Linked DNA regions of Macaca mulatta: region 1 is linked to region 2. The links are chromatin contacts, called in public Hi-C maps. All regions are on one chromosome and are shown on one strand. The core of a region is the stretch at or near the end of the contact, and the rest is flanking DNA. Distances in the headings are between cores, read along the strand shown.

Region 1 (2,700 bases), core at 20-2,519, 38 kb before region 2:
TGAACAAGAGTTGATGTTAAGCTGGGCAAGAAGACCCGGAGGACTGGTGTGGATGGAAAAAAGGAAAGAAAGCTGAAATAATACAGAACAGGGGAAAGTTGACAGCTTTGGTATCTCCAAAAACAAATTAGAAAGGGAAACGGGGAGCGACACCTGAGAAAAGGAAATGCCAGAAAGGGCTAAGACTGTTGCACGCTTAAGTAAGAAAAGGAATGTGGCAGAGATGAGGGCCAACGACATAGTCTGACTCACAGGGGTTTGCAGTCTCCCTAGAGGAAGTGGAGGGGCCTGAATTAGCCACCCCGGGCATGGTGCAACACCTCCGACTCTGGGGAGTAGTTGAGTCCAGGCCCCTGATGCTGCCGCGGTCTTCACTTGCTCTCACCCACGAGCCACTGCAGGGGCAGCGGCCCTCTTCTCCGTCGTCACTAGGACGGGGCCCAAGGTCCTCTCTTGCTCTCTCCCAGAAGCTGCAGCAGAAACCTTCGTCTTCACTTTCTCTCTCCCAAACGCCACTGAGGCGGCAGCTGGCGTCTTCACTGCCGCTCACACCGGAGGAGTCGCTGGCTGCGTAGCCGCAGTCTTCACTTACTCCCTCCCAAGAACTACCGAGGCTGTGGCCGCCATCGACACTCCCTCCCTCCCAGGAGCCACTGAGGCGGCGACTGCGATCGTCTCTGACTCTATACCCGAAGTCACTAGTTCGCGGGTCCCGGACGTCACTGACTCCCTCCCAAGTACCACTTAGGCGGAGGCCTCGGTCTTCTCTGGTAGTTCCCCTGGAGTCGGCAGTTTGGTGGCCTCCAACTTCACTAAAATTCACGTCGCTGCTGCAGAAGCTGCGGTCTCCCCTAACTCTCTCCCAAGAGTTTCTGTGACTGCGGCCACTATCCCCCCTAACTCTCTCCCCAGAGACGCTGCGGCAGTGGCCGAGGTTTTCACTGACCCTTCTCAAGTCACTGCGGGACAAGCCGGCGTCTCCACTTAGGCTTCCCGCAGCGACCCTGGAGCGGCGGTCACCCTCTTCACGTTTTCTTTCCCCGTCGTCGCTAACTCTTTCCCTTGACTCGGCGCTGGAATGGCCGTGTAGGCCGTTTATCCTCCACACGTGGTGGCTAGTGCGGCGGCCGCCGTCTTCGTCTGCTACTCCCTGAGAGTCGCTGTGGCGGCGGCCGCCTTCGGCTGGTACTTTCTCGGAGCTGCTTTCCAGCCTCCCGACTCCAGTCACTTGGCTGGAGAGGCAGCAAGGCCGTCGCCTTGGAAACGAGTACACTTCCGACGTGCTGAGGTCATTTCCCGTTCCTCACGGCTCACGCCATTTCCGGTTTCCTTTCCCTCAGCTGTTTCTTGGCTTTTCGTCTGGACAAATCGGGTGGTGGTGTGAACTGGTTTTCGGTAAAATTCGGCTCGGCCTCACACGAGCCTATCTAGGTCCGTCTCTGGAGTGGCCTGTCATCGATCGCGCCCTCCATCGCTGAGCGACACAAGTGGAACCTCCCAGGACTGCATTCTGCGTAGGTGACCTGTGTGGCGCGGACCGGGCGGGGCCTTTTTGTCCTTGAGCAAACCTAGTATACTTTCTCAGTGGTGGTTGGAAGGAAATTTGTAACCCTGTCATTTCGCAAGTATGGAAAAAGACCTAAAGGAGAGTTTAGCAGCTGCAGCCGCTGTTTTTATTGAGTACTTTACTAGCGTCAACTCTTAAATAATCGCTTGTTAGATGTTACCCCTATTTTATAGGTCAAGAGACTCAATATGTCGGTACGTTGGTAAGGCCAGGCAGCAGGTAAGTTGTAAAACCATTATAAAAACACAGGTCATTAGTCAAAAGACTGCTTCAGGTCTCCTGGCTCCAAATCCGGGGTTCCTTTCACTGTAGCATGTTTACTGCTCAAATATTTCTCTACAACCCTATTGCTTAACAACAGGAATGAATTGTTTCATCATTTGTTGGAAACATATGGGTCACGTTTTGTACCAGCAGCAGAAAATACAGAAATTAGTAAGAATTATCTGCCCACCAGAGGCATCACCAACCCAGATTCCCCTCTCGGCCCAGTTTTTCCACCCTTATTGCCTTCTCCCTTCTGGAATAACGAACTGGTCCTAGAAACATAGCATACTTTTTAGTATCTCTGTGCCTTGTCATGTGCTGTTCGTCTTACCAGGAAACTACCCTGCCTTTCCCCCAGTTTTTGTCTGTGAACACATTTGGGGAATTCTCCTGATCCTACCTCTACTCTCTTGAGGTACAGTAAATTGTCTTTGACTTCCATCACCTTTTGTAATATTACTAATTTCCATTTATTGAGTTCCTGTGATCTGCCTGGTACTGATCTAAGTGCTTTATATTAGTTTTCTTGTTCATTTTTTTATACTAACATAAATGAGTTTGACTCAATTCTTATAACCTGCCAAAATAAGTATTCCTCTTCCTTTTTACAGAGAGAGAAACAAGGAACAAAAAAGTAAATTGCCTGAGGATACACTGCTAGTGTTGCGGGACAAATGAGAGAGACGGGAGAGGCCGAACAGAGTTCAGGAGAGCTCTTTATTATTAAGGTGATCACTGGCTCAGTCGGACTAGGGTCCAGAAAGACTGAGTCCGGAACAAAGGGATCAGTTACCTTTTAAGCAGTTTGTGGGGGGAGTTTCGTGCTGCAGGAAGCCTGCTTGCAGAAGCAAGAACAAAGGCAGATA
Region 2 (2,700 bases), core at 115-2,614:
AAAGAAAAACACTCCTTCGCTATCAGGGAAGGGAGAAAAAAAGAGAAAAGGAAGAGGAGGAGGGACTGAACTTTTCAGAGAAACTGCAAGTACTTGTTACCCTCTGGGCCAGTTCTCCACCTACAGGTTGGATAAGATCTCCTCCCCCCACCCAAACCCCACCCTCAACCCCACTTGCCCCTATTTTGGGACAAATTAGACCCTCCAATAGGAGAATAAAAGTTTTATCTAGCCGCCCCCACCCCAAAATGGGGCTGACGGGTGTGAGCAGCTGCCTGGCTGGCAGGGAATGGATTCTCCTCTCTTCCCTTTCGCATCATGTGCTTTTCAGGCGCCATGTTGGGCTCCTAACAGGCGGCTGCTCCACTCGGGGCCAAATCCCTATTCCCACCCACCAACAGCTCGCTCCCAGGTCCCCCTTCACCTCCTTCCAACCCACAGAACACAATTACCAAAAAGGGTGCTGGGGGAAAATGGGAGACCCACTCTCCCACTTCCCAGGGGATTAAAATGGCTTATGTTAACTCTTACTTCCCCAAACCACAAACTGCCTTTAAGTCTCCCCCACCCAAAAGGGCTCTATTCAAAGCGTGTGTGTGTCGGGATATACAATGCGGTGGCCTAAAAAGGGAGTTGGTAAGCGGAAGTGGGACTCCACCCTTTATCCTCCCCACTCCCTCCCCCCGAGAGGCCCATGCTCCAAGCCTGGGCCAAAGACCGAGCCTGAGTTGGAGGGGGGTGGGGGGTTGGAGAGAAGGAACACTGTCCCCCTTGGGATGGAAGCGAGACCTGGGATGAGGCTGACACTAAAATCAGGGAGTATTAGAAGAATAGGAGGCTGCGGGGTGTATAAAAACCTTGGCGGTTTGGGCCTCGATGAGAGAGACGATCTCCTTGGCGAAGGGCAGGTTCTCCTCGGCTAGAATGGTCAGCATATTGATGTGCGGCTTGCTATTGAAGGTCAGGTCTTCGAGCGATGACTGATAATCCCGACAGGCGTCCTCCCGGGCCCCCGCAGCACCGGCCTCGGCCGGCGTCTGCTCTGACATTGCGCCGCGGCCCCCCTCCGAGGTCCGCCGCAGCTGAAGCTGAAGCCGCTCTGGATACCCCGCCTCCCTTCCGACTCCTCTTCCTCTCCCCGGATCTCTCGCGGCTCCGGCTTCACCACATGCTGACCGCGGAGGGGGGATGGGGGACGACACAGGGGGAACCTCGGGTATGAAACGCCGCCGTCTCGCGGGTGATCTCCGTCCACTTCCAGCCGCCACAGAAGCTTCTTTCTCCACAGACACAAAATGGCGGCGGCAGTGGCGGCTCCAGCTCCGAAAATGTCTGTGTTCCCAACCGCTGCGTCGTGCGAAATGAACTAGGGGAGGGGAAATGTGCGGTAAAAGGGCGGGGCCGCTGATAAAACCAGGCGTGATTGGCTGGCCCGGTAACGTCACGAGCCCCGCCCCCGGCCCTTCCGCAGGACGTCCTGGCACCGCCTTCTTCTCCGGCCTCTACCCGGACTTTCGCAACATCTACGGCTCGGAGGTGCGCTGGAAAAGACGGCCCTTCTCATTGGCCGATTCATAAGGGACTGTTCGGTCATTTGTTACCATAACAACCCATTCAGGGAAGCCAATAGGCCTGGGGAAGGCAGTTCCCGAGGCCCAACCCAACCACTTTAAGAAGAAGGCTCAGCCGTCCCCTCTTCGTCCCTCCCTCTAGCTTCCCAGCCACTGAGCGGGCCTGTCAATCATCTTTCCTCCCGCCTGCCCCGTAGCTGCTACCGACGGTGGGGGCTGGAGGGGGCGGAGGCTTTCTGCGGCCGCACCCCCTCTCTGTTAGCGTCTCAGGTGCTCTCGAGAGCCTGGGAGGGTCCAGCTGCCGGGGCCGGTTACCCCTCTGGGAACTGGAAAGTGAGAGGGAGGTGCTGAATTTACCCGTAACCTCGAAAACCACCGCTGGAGAGTTTATTCCAGCACGCCTCTTCCCACACCCACAAAAATACCTAGGCGAGCTTGCCTGAGTTGAATCCCCAGGAAAATGCATTTTATTTAGAGGTTAAGTGTGAAAGGCTTTTTCCTTGGGGGTTTGGAGGAGCTCTTTAAGGAGCCCACTCTGAGCTCTAGGAAGAGTGTTTCTCAACAGCCACAGCCAGCCGGACCCTAATATCTCCACTGTGAATCTGCATTTCAGAACCTGCTTAGCATACACTGTTTGGGGCAAGTAGGAAGACACACACGCATACACTTTTTTTTAAACTTGTGGGGCTCTCTTCCCAGGTTGGAAATGATGCTCGCAAAACACACAAAGCTTTCAAATAAATAATTCACTATGGAGCTGCGACATAACACAAACCAAACGTAATTTTTTCATTGAGTAGTGATATTGACCTAAATATAAGCTTTTAAAATGTGTCAATTACGGGCTGGGCGCGGTGGCTCATGCCTGTAATCCCAGCACTTTGGGAGGCCGAGGCGGGCAGATCACGAGATCAAGAGCTCGAGACCATCCGGGCCAACATGGTGAAACCCCGTTTCTACTAAAAATACAAAAATTAGCTGCGCGTGGTGGCATGCGCCCGTAGTAGTAGTCCCAGCTACTCGGGAGGCAGAGGCAGGAAAACCGCTTAAACCCGGAAGGTGGAGGTGTCAGTGAGCCTAGATCTCGCCACTGCACTCCAGGCTGGTGACAGCGAGAGTCGTCTCAAAA

The links. A called contact is a pair of places that touch in the nucleus more often than the background predicts.
Region 1: a contact with region 2 is called in a Hi-C map of CD4 T cells, with 3 times the contacts expected there. The contact joins the promoter of ANKRD42 here to the promoter of PCF11 in region 2. A contact is called at or near these places in 2 of 14 Hi-C or Micro-C datasets (CD4 T cells and fetal cortex germinal zone).

Annotation. Positions count from the first base shown.
Region 1 is chr14:83,721,342-83,724,041 of T2T-MMU8v2.0, reverse strand. ANKRD42 (ankyrin repeat domain 42) reads right to left here and starts at 1,269. Exons shown (of 11, transcript XM_077964118.1): 1 at 253-1,269. The coding sequence starts at 310. It overlaps LOC106993411 (a long non-coding RNA gene), which reads left to right and starts at 1,313. Exons shown (of 3, transcript XR_013404239.1): 1 at 1,313-1,514; 2 at 2,446-2,562.
Region 2 is chr14:83,683,163-83,685,862 of T2T-MMU8v2.0, reverse strand. It overlaps PCF11 (PCF11 cleavage and polyadenylation factor subunit), which reads right to left and starts at 1,364. Exons shown (of 16, transcript XM_028833877.2): 1 at 858-1,364. The coding sequence starts at 1,049.